Linked DNA regions of Rattus norvegicus: region 2 is linked to region 1. A link is a contact called in public Hi-C data. All regions are on one chromosome and are shown on one strand. The core of a region is the stretch at or near the end of the contact, and the rest is flanking DNA. Distances in the headings are between cores, read along the strand shown. Region 1 overlaps Timmdc1 (translocase of inner mitochondrial membrane domain containing 1). Region 2 has its middle 25 kb from the start of Ndufb4.

Region 1 (3,461 bases), core at 835-3,334:
CTTCCAGAGGTCCTGAGTTCAAATTCCAGCAACCACATGGTGGCTCACAATCGTCTGTAGTGGGATCTGATGCCCTCTTCTGGTGTGTCTGAAGACAGCTCCAGTGTGCTTATATGTAATAAATAAATAAATTTTTTAAAAAAGAGAAACCATTACATGCTACAATGTAAATAAATCTCAAGCAAGTTGGTAAGCAAGTGAAATAAGCCAGTTACAAAAGGACGAAATGTTGTGATTCCATTCATTCAAATGCTGTATGATTCTGGTATGCATGTCAAAATTAAATAGAAGGGAAAGTAAAAAGAAGGTTGCCAATAGCTGGGTGGAGTGATGAGAGGAATTACAGTTTAAAAATATAGTTTCAGGTTTTAGACAAAACATTATGGGGATGTAATGTACAACAACATTAATATGTTTAATATTACTGAATTCATACTTAAAATGGTGACAATGTGGGAAAATGGGAGGACCCATAAGAACAAAGTATTATGAAAATGCCATGCTCCATTCTATACTAATTTTAAAAACTAATAAAAAATAGTCAAGATGATAAGTGTAACATATTTTTGCTGGTTTGACAGAGGGGGTAAAATGGCAGGTGTACATGCCTGCAATCCCACTGCCTCAGAGGTAGCAGTAGGAAGATCAGAAGTTCAGGCTTAGTCTTGGCTACATGGGGATGTTGAGGCTAGCCCAAACTAGTGACCCTATCAGGAAAAATTTTCCCACTAGCTTCAACAATGTTTCCCTCCAGACCAAGCTTATAGACTACCAATACAACAAAAATAATGTTAGCAGTGGGTTTTGACAAACGAAATTTCATTCAATTAAAAAACTGTAAAATAAGCCAGGTGGTAGCAGCATATGCCTTTAATCCCAGCACTCAGGAGGCAGAGGAAGGTAGATCTCGGAGTTCAAGGCCAGCCTGGCCTACAAAATAAGTTCTAGGATAGCCAAGGGTATACAGAGAAACCCTGTCTTGAAAAAGAAAACTGTAAAATAAAATCCATAAATCCAGCTGTGTGTAATAAATCATGCTTATAATCTCAGCATTCAGAAAGCTAAGGATGATAACAAGGTCAAGGCTGGCCTGCCCTACAGAGCATCTCAAACCTCTCAGTCCCCTCCCTTCAGAACAGACAACCATGATTCAACCTGACAAAGTGGTAGGATGGCAGATGGGTGGGTCAGCAGGGATGAAGGATAACTCGTTCAGAAGAATGTCAATTAATGGGAACACAAGGATGGCCAGGACCAGGCTGTCTTTGTAAGCACCTTCCCAAAAACCAAGGTGCAAGGATGTCAATGCATTGTTAAAACCACTGCAGCAAAGGCACGTGGGGACGGGATGACGGGTGTTCAGTCACATGCGCTCCCTACCTAATCACATGGGAAAGAACTGCAGTGGAACTGAATAGAGAGCCCTGCCTCAAGTCTCCCCACATTTGCTGTCCGAATCCCTCCACTGCTGGAACACGGTCTAAGAATGGAGTCGTGTGAGGACTGAGTGCTTGAGAGAAAACTTCAAAACAAGACAAAAGAGTCTTGTGACCTCAGTTTCTTCAAAACACACAAGTGTTCTTAGGGACTGGCCCATGCTGTGCCCTCCCAGGTGTATGGAGAGATGTGAGTTGTCTAAGAGACTCACTGTCACCTGCCACTATGATTCAGCTGTCCCTGTGGAAAGATCTCTGCCATGGGTGACTTGTCCTGTAATTGTTCACTTGACTAAAGGATTCCTCTTGACCCTGTCTGATGCTCTGAATAAAGATGGAAATCACATGAGACTTTGGTCCACCTCATCTTTAGGATCCAGTCTCCTGGGTCCCATTGTCTCTAGTACACCTGTGGTTTTGCCATGTTGCATGGAAATATGGATTTTGGAGTTCTGGTTTAATCAAGAAGGAGATTATCTGGGTGAGTGAGCTTAAAAGCTGTCTCCTTTGTCTGAAAAGGAGCAGAAGATTCAGTGTGAGGAGAGAGATTGTTATTCTGAACATGGATGGCCCATGAGAAAGATGTGGGTGGCCTCTAGGAACAGGGAGGGAGTGTCTGGCTTTCAGTCCCAGCGAGGAAATGCGGATCACAGACTGTTTGACTCAGACTCCCTCTAGTGCATGCCAGGGAATAGTACACGGGATCATGTAACAGTTTTAGTTTTACTGTTTGCTTTTGGTTTATTGATTTTTTTGAGACAAGGTCTCATGTAGCCCAAGCTGGCATCATATAGGTAGCCAAAGATGACCTTGAACTCCTGTCTTTTATATTGTAATTCAGCGGTTTTCAACCTGTGGGTCCTGACCCCTTTGGGGAGTTAAATGACCCTTTCACAGGGGTGACATATTAGATATTTACATTGCAACTCTCAATGGTAGCTAAATTACAGCCATGAGGTAGCAAGAAAAGAATTTTATGGTTGAGGTCACCACGCCATTAGGAGCTAGCCGTGTTAAAAGGTGGAAGCGTCAGAAGGCTGAGAACCGCTGCTCTAAGGGCTGAGATACAAGTGTGATCCACCCTAGTTTCCAGGCAGCCCCATACTCACTGATATCTGCCTGCCTTACATTCCCACCAACAGTGTGTGCAGCTTCCTCTCACCTCCATCCTTGCCAACACAGATCATCACCAATATACCAAATACTTAACGCTTATAATGGGTGACATACATGCCTCTTGCTGTGCTATACACCAGGGGCACAGCTGCACTTATGTAGCAACCCTGACAAAAACATTTAACCCAAAGCTAACGCAAGGATAATCAAAGCAAACTGAGAACCACTCTGGGGACTGCAGTGGCAATGAAAGGGCTGACACCTCTATTGCAAACTCTCCCTAGCAGACGCATGCTGATACAGTTAGGGGTAATCCCAAATGGTTCAACTTAGCCTTGTGCATGCTGGGCTTGTGCTCTGATGCTGAACTGATTTCCCAGCCCTGCTAAGTCTTTAAACCATTACACTTCTTACTCTGTGTGCGCACGTGTGTGCGTGAGCATGGGTGCGCAGGTCACAGACAATCAGCAGTCAGATCCTTCCTTTGAACATGTGGGTTGTAGGGATACAAGTCAGGACAGCAGGCTTGGGGGTAAGCTTACTGAGCCACTTCACAAACCCATACACAGCTTCTCTATTGGGGCACGGGGGTATTTCGAGGCAGAAGCCCTCTGCGTAGCCCTGGCTGTCCTGGAGCTCACTCTATAGAGCAGGTTGGTCTCACAGTCAGAGCTCTGTCTGCCTCTGCCCACTGGACTAAAGGCTGGGATTGAGTCCATCATGAGGCCTTAGTATACTCATTAATCCAGCTTCTCAGTAGGGTTGAAACCATTTTGAATTTCTAGCATTTTAACTAGGGAAGAAGAAGAAGAACCTTTAAGTAAAATATGTATTCATGGAAACAAAACAAATAACAATTCTAACATGCTACAGCACACATGTGTTCTCTATGAACAATTTTCTGGTCAT
Region 2 (3,262 bases), core at 147-2,646, 790 kb before region 1:
CCTGAATTAATGGTTGTTTGCCTCTGGTTTAACAAAAGAAAAGGAATCTGGGGTGTTTGCCCAGAGCCTTTAAAAATAACCTCATGCTACCGACCTAAACAATGTTTTAGGGACATTTTATTTTTGCCCCGAGAGAGGCATAGCTCTTTTATGAAAGAAAAGTTGCTTGTTTTGTTTTGGGACTGGTTCTCACTTTGCAGACCAGGCTGGCCTCTGCCACTGTGCCTCTCCCCAGTAAGTTGCTGATTTTTGAAGGAGAGGTTTGGGTTCTGACCTCTGAAGAGAAGAGGGGGGTGGTCATAGGAAGGTCCTTTATGGGGAACAAGCATCCTAGTCGAACATCTGAAAATCTGCCCCTCCTTCACGTGATGCTCATATCCACTGCCTATTGCCCAGTGGTCTCCCTTGCTGACCCAGGACCACTCCCCGCGGGTGTGGCCGCCCCAGTCTATAGCTGCAGACTCCTATCTTGTTCCTGTTGCTCCAGTGCTGTGGGTCCTTCTTTGTCTCTCCCTCAACCGCTGCTCCCGGCCTCTGGACTTGCATTTCCCATACAGAAGTCTCGCCTTTGTGTCCTTTAGGAAGAGCAGGGCTTCTGCCTTGTTTAATAGCAACCTTAAGGAGAGGAGAAGAGGGAGAGAGGCAGGAAGGGAGGGGGAGACAAAGAGGGGGAGGGGAGAGGAAGAGGGGGAGAGGGAGGGGAGGAAGAAAAGGAAGGAAGGAGGAGAGACAGAGAGAGAGAGAGAGAGAGAGAGAGAGAGAGAGAGAGATATTTTTCTATCTCTCAGAGAACATTCTGCTCCTTGCAGGTTTTTTTTTTCCTCTCTCGCAGATCTGAAGACGGAGGGAAGAGGGAAGGCAAGGAGAGCCGGGCGTGCCTTGGCTACTGTGGAGTTGGGTTCACCTTAGGACTTATTTTGGATGGCCTCCAACCTAGACTGGGCAGGCCCACCCCCTAAGCATAGAGGTCTTGTTTAGTACCAGCGTCATATTTGAGGCAAGCAGATGAAAGTCCAGAAAAAGTCCCCCTTTCAGGCATATTTGCAGCACTTACTTGCGCGACACGTATTCAAGAAAAATGTTTGTTCACCCTCCTGCATGCCCTCCCATCAGCATGGGCCCTTCATAGATGCCTCCTCTGGGCCTTAGGACCTTGGCAATCAGACAAGCTCTGGCATTAGGCAGCAGGATTTGGAAAAGCCAAGACCTTGGGAAAGGAAAAAAAAAAGTCTTAAGTAGCCAAAGCTGGGTTACGTAATCCTATTTCTCTTGGGATCCGGATGGTGAGGTTCTTCAGAGTAGCCAGTAGGGGGAGCTCAGGGCGTTTATCAGAACTCCAGCGATCCAATGGTCAGGAGCCAAGTCGAGGCACAAATAAAACAATGAGCCTTTGTGATTTCTCTTTCAGCTCTTAATTCCGAGAGGCTTCAACCAGGACGGCCTGATCCCCACCCTGCGAGCTTCTCCCAGGGCGCCTTAATAGGCTTTCCGGAGTCTGTAGAATCAAACTCCCCGCCCGCCCCCTCCTCCTAAGTCTCAAGTTGGTTTCCCAGGCTCTCTTAGCCTCCCTGCCTTGCTTTTGTCTTCCTCCCTTTCCTGTCTCTTCAGTTTCTTTGTTTCTCTGCACTATCCTCGAGTCACTAGTACAAACTATGAAAAATGTGTGGGGGATGAGCCCACCCCCAGACAGAACTCTGAAATACACCAAAGCCTGGCACTTTGAATACAATCTAAAACATGTTGGTAAGCAAAGATGGCGAAGTCCGCCACCACGTGGCTGTGCGGTCACATCTTTCACGTTATTGTCTTTACATTAAGCGGCCCTTTGCCAACACAAAGCAGCTGTTGGGTGACTTGACTACCTCACTAGCTACGGAGACTGGGTCTTTCAGAGAAGGCACTGCCAGCTTACAACGGTTAACTCCAGTTACTGGCTTTCTGATTTTTGAACACTGGTCTCTCGAACAGTTCTAGAGCATGATGGAATTTTTAGAGTCAGGGACTGTTGTAGTCCAGATAAAAAAAAATGGAAATCTGCCCTGTGCCTCAATCTCCCTTGACCTGTGAGGTTTGGGTTCCCTGGGTGGGTGTGGGCCAGAAGGACTTCCTTTTTCCTTTTGGTTTTGTTTTGAGATAAGGCCTCACATAGCCCAGGTTGGCCTCCTTGAACTCACTAAGTATCTATGGATATCCTCGTGTCCCTGATTTTTGCCTTCTCCTAAGGGATAGGATTAAAAGTATGCACCACACTTCGGTCAAGTACCTATCTTTATTCACAGAAAATTTCTCTTAGGAAAACACTCATTGTATTTCTCTCCAAACTTAAAATTACTGGTGTGAGTGTGTGTGTGTATCTTTGAGGAAAATAGAGATTACATTCTCCCTGGGCTTTTGGGCCCTAGGGAATCTAGAAAACATGGCTAAGAATGTTTGTTAAATGCCAGAAGGTTAGATGACAGTCGACTGGCATAGCTTACCCATGACCAGAAGCTGTTTGGTCTGAAGATTTAAGAGGCACTGTGAAGGGAGGTTCTCTCAAACCTGATGCTGTGGTGGTATGAGCATTGCGGCCTCCTAATTTATGGCCATATGAATTCCATGGCCCCGCCTCCCATTCCAATAATAGTCACGTGAGTCCCTGAGAGGAAGAAACTAATGAGATTGGATAGGGCGCAATACCCTTCAAGTTAGGCATGCTAGCTCCCTCCAGGAACCAAGGCCGGAAGCTGAGGTCTTGTGTAACCGCGTCCTTGCCATGCTCAGTACTCGGTGACTGCTCTTACTCCCTAGTTCCAAAAGCTAACAGGGTAAGTGTAAGATCCAGGTACGAAGTAGAGAGAAATAGGCAATGTGACTCAATCCAACATTAACAGCGCTTCCCGATTGCTTACACTTGCAGGGCCTTGGCGGTCTAGAAAGGCTGAATGAGACAGGTCTGCCGCCGCCCCCCCCCGGGGGGGGGCTTCTCCCATTGCACCTCCTACACCTCACTCAGTGCTACAAAAAAAACAAAACAAACGAACAAAAAACCCCACGCCGTCGTCAGGTAGGCTGCCTCTGCAGCGCAGTCCATGACCGCTCTGACTTCCGGAAGAATAAAAATGAAAGTTACATTGCTTTTTAAATTAAGCTTGGCATCACTCTGGAAACTAACAAAGCATTCCCTTCTACAGACGCGGCCCCTAAGTTAGACAGTGTGCTTGTACGGCCGAGTCAAATGCCGGGGGATTCAAAGATGGCAGTGTTTCTCAGGCAGGGAAGA

Evidence for each region. A called contact is a pair of places that touch in the nucleus more often than the background predicts.
Region 2: a contact with region 1 is called in a Hi-C map of Schwann cells, with 17 times the contacts expected there. The contact joins two enhancer-like sites. A contact is called at or near these places in 2 of 12 Hi-C or Micro-C datasets (Schwann cells and frontal cortex).

Annotation. Positions count from the first base shown.
Region 1 is chr11:75,749,579-75,753,039 of GRCr8, reverse strand. All of the region lies in intron 5 of Timmdc1 (translocase of inner mitochondrial membrane domain containing 1), which reads right to left. Among named protein-coding and RNA genes, the nearest start is that of Timmdc1, 17 kb to the right of the region's middle. Within about 2 kb of position 2,084, at least 14 of the 93 cell types and tissues checked have an H3K27ac peak or open chromatin away from gene starts, as enhancers often do. A contact at or near this core is called in Schwann cells, where this site is marked.
Region 2 is chr11:76,542,910-76,546,171 of GRCr8, reverse strand. No RefSeq gene overlaps it. Among named protein-coding and RNA genes, the nearest start is that of Ndufb4, 25 kb to the left of the region's middle. Within about 2 kb of position 1,396, at least 59 of the 93 cell types and tissues checked have an H3K27ac peak or open chromatin away from gene starts, as enhancers often do. A contact at or near this core is called in Schwann cells, where this site is marked.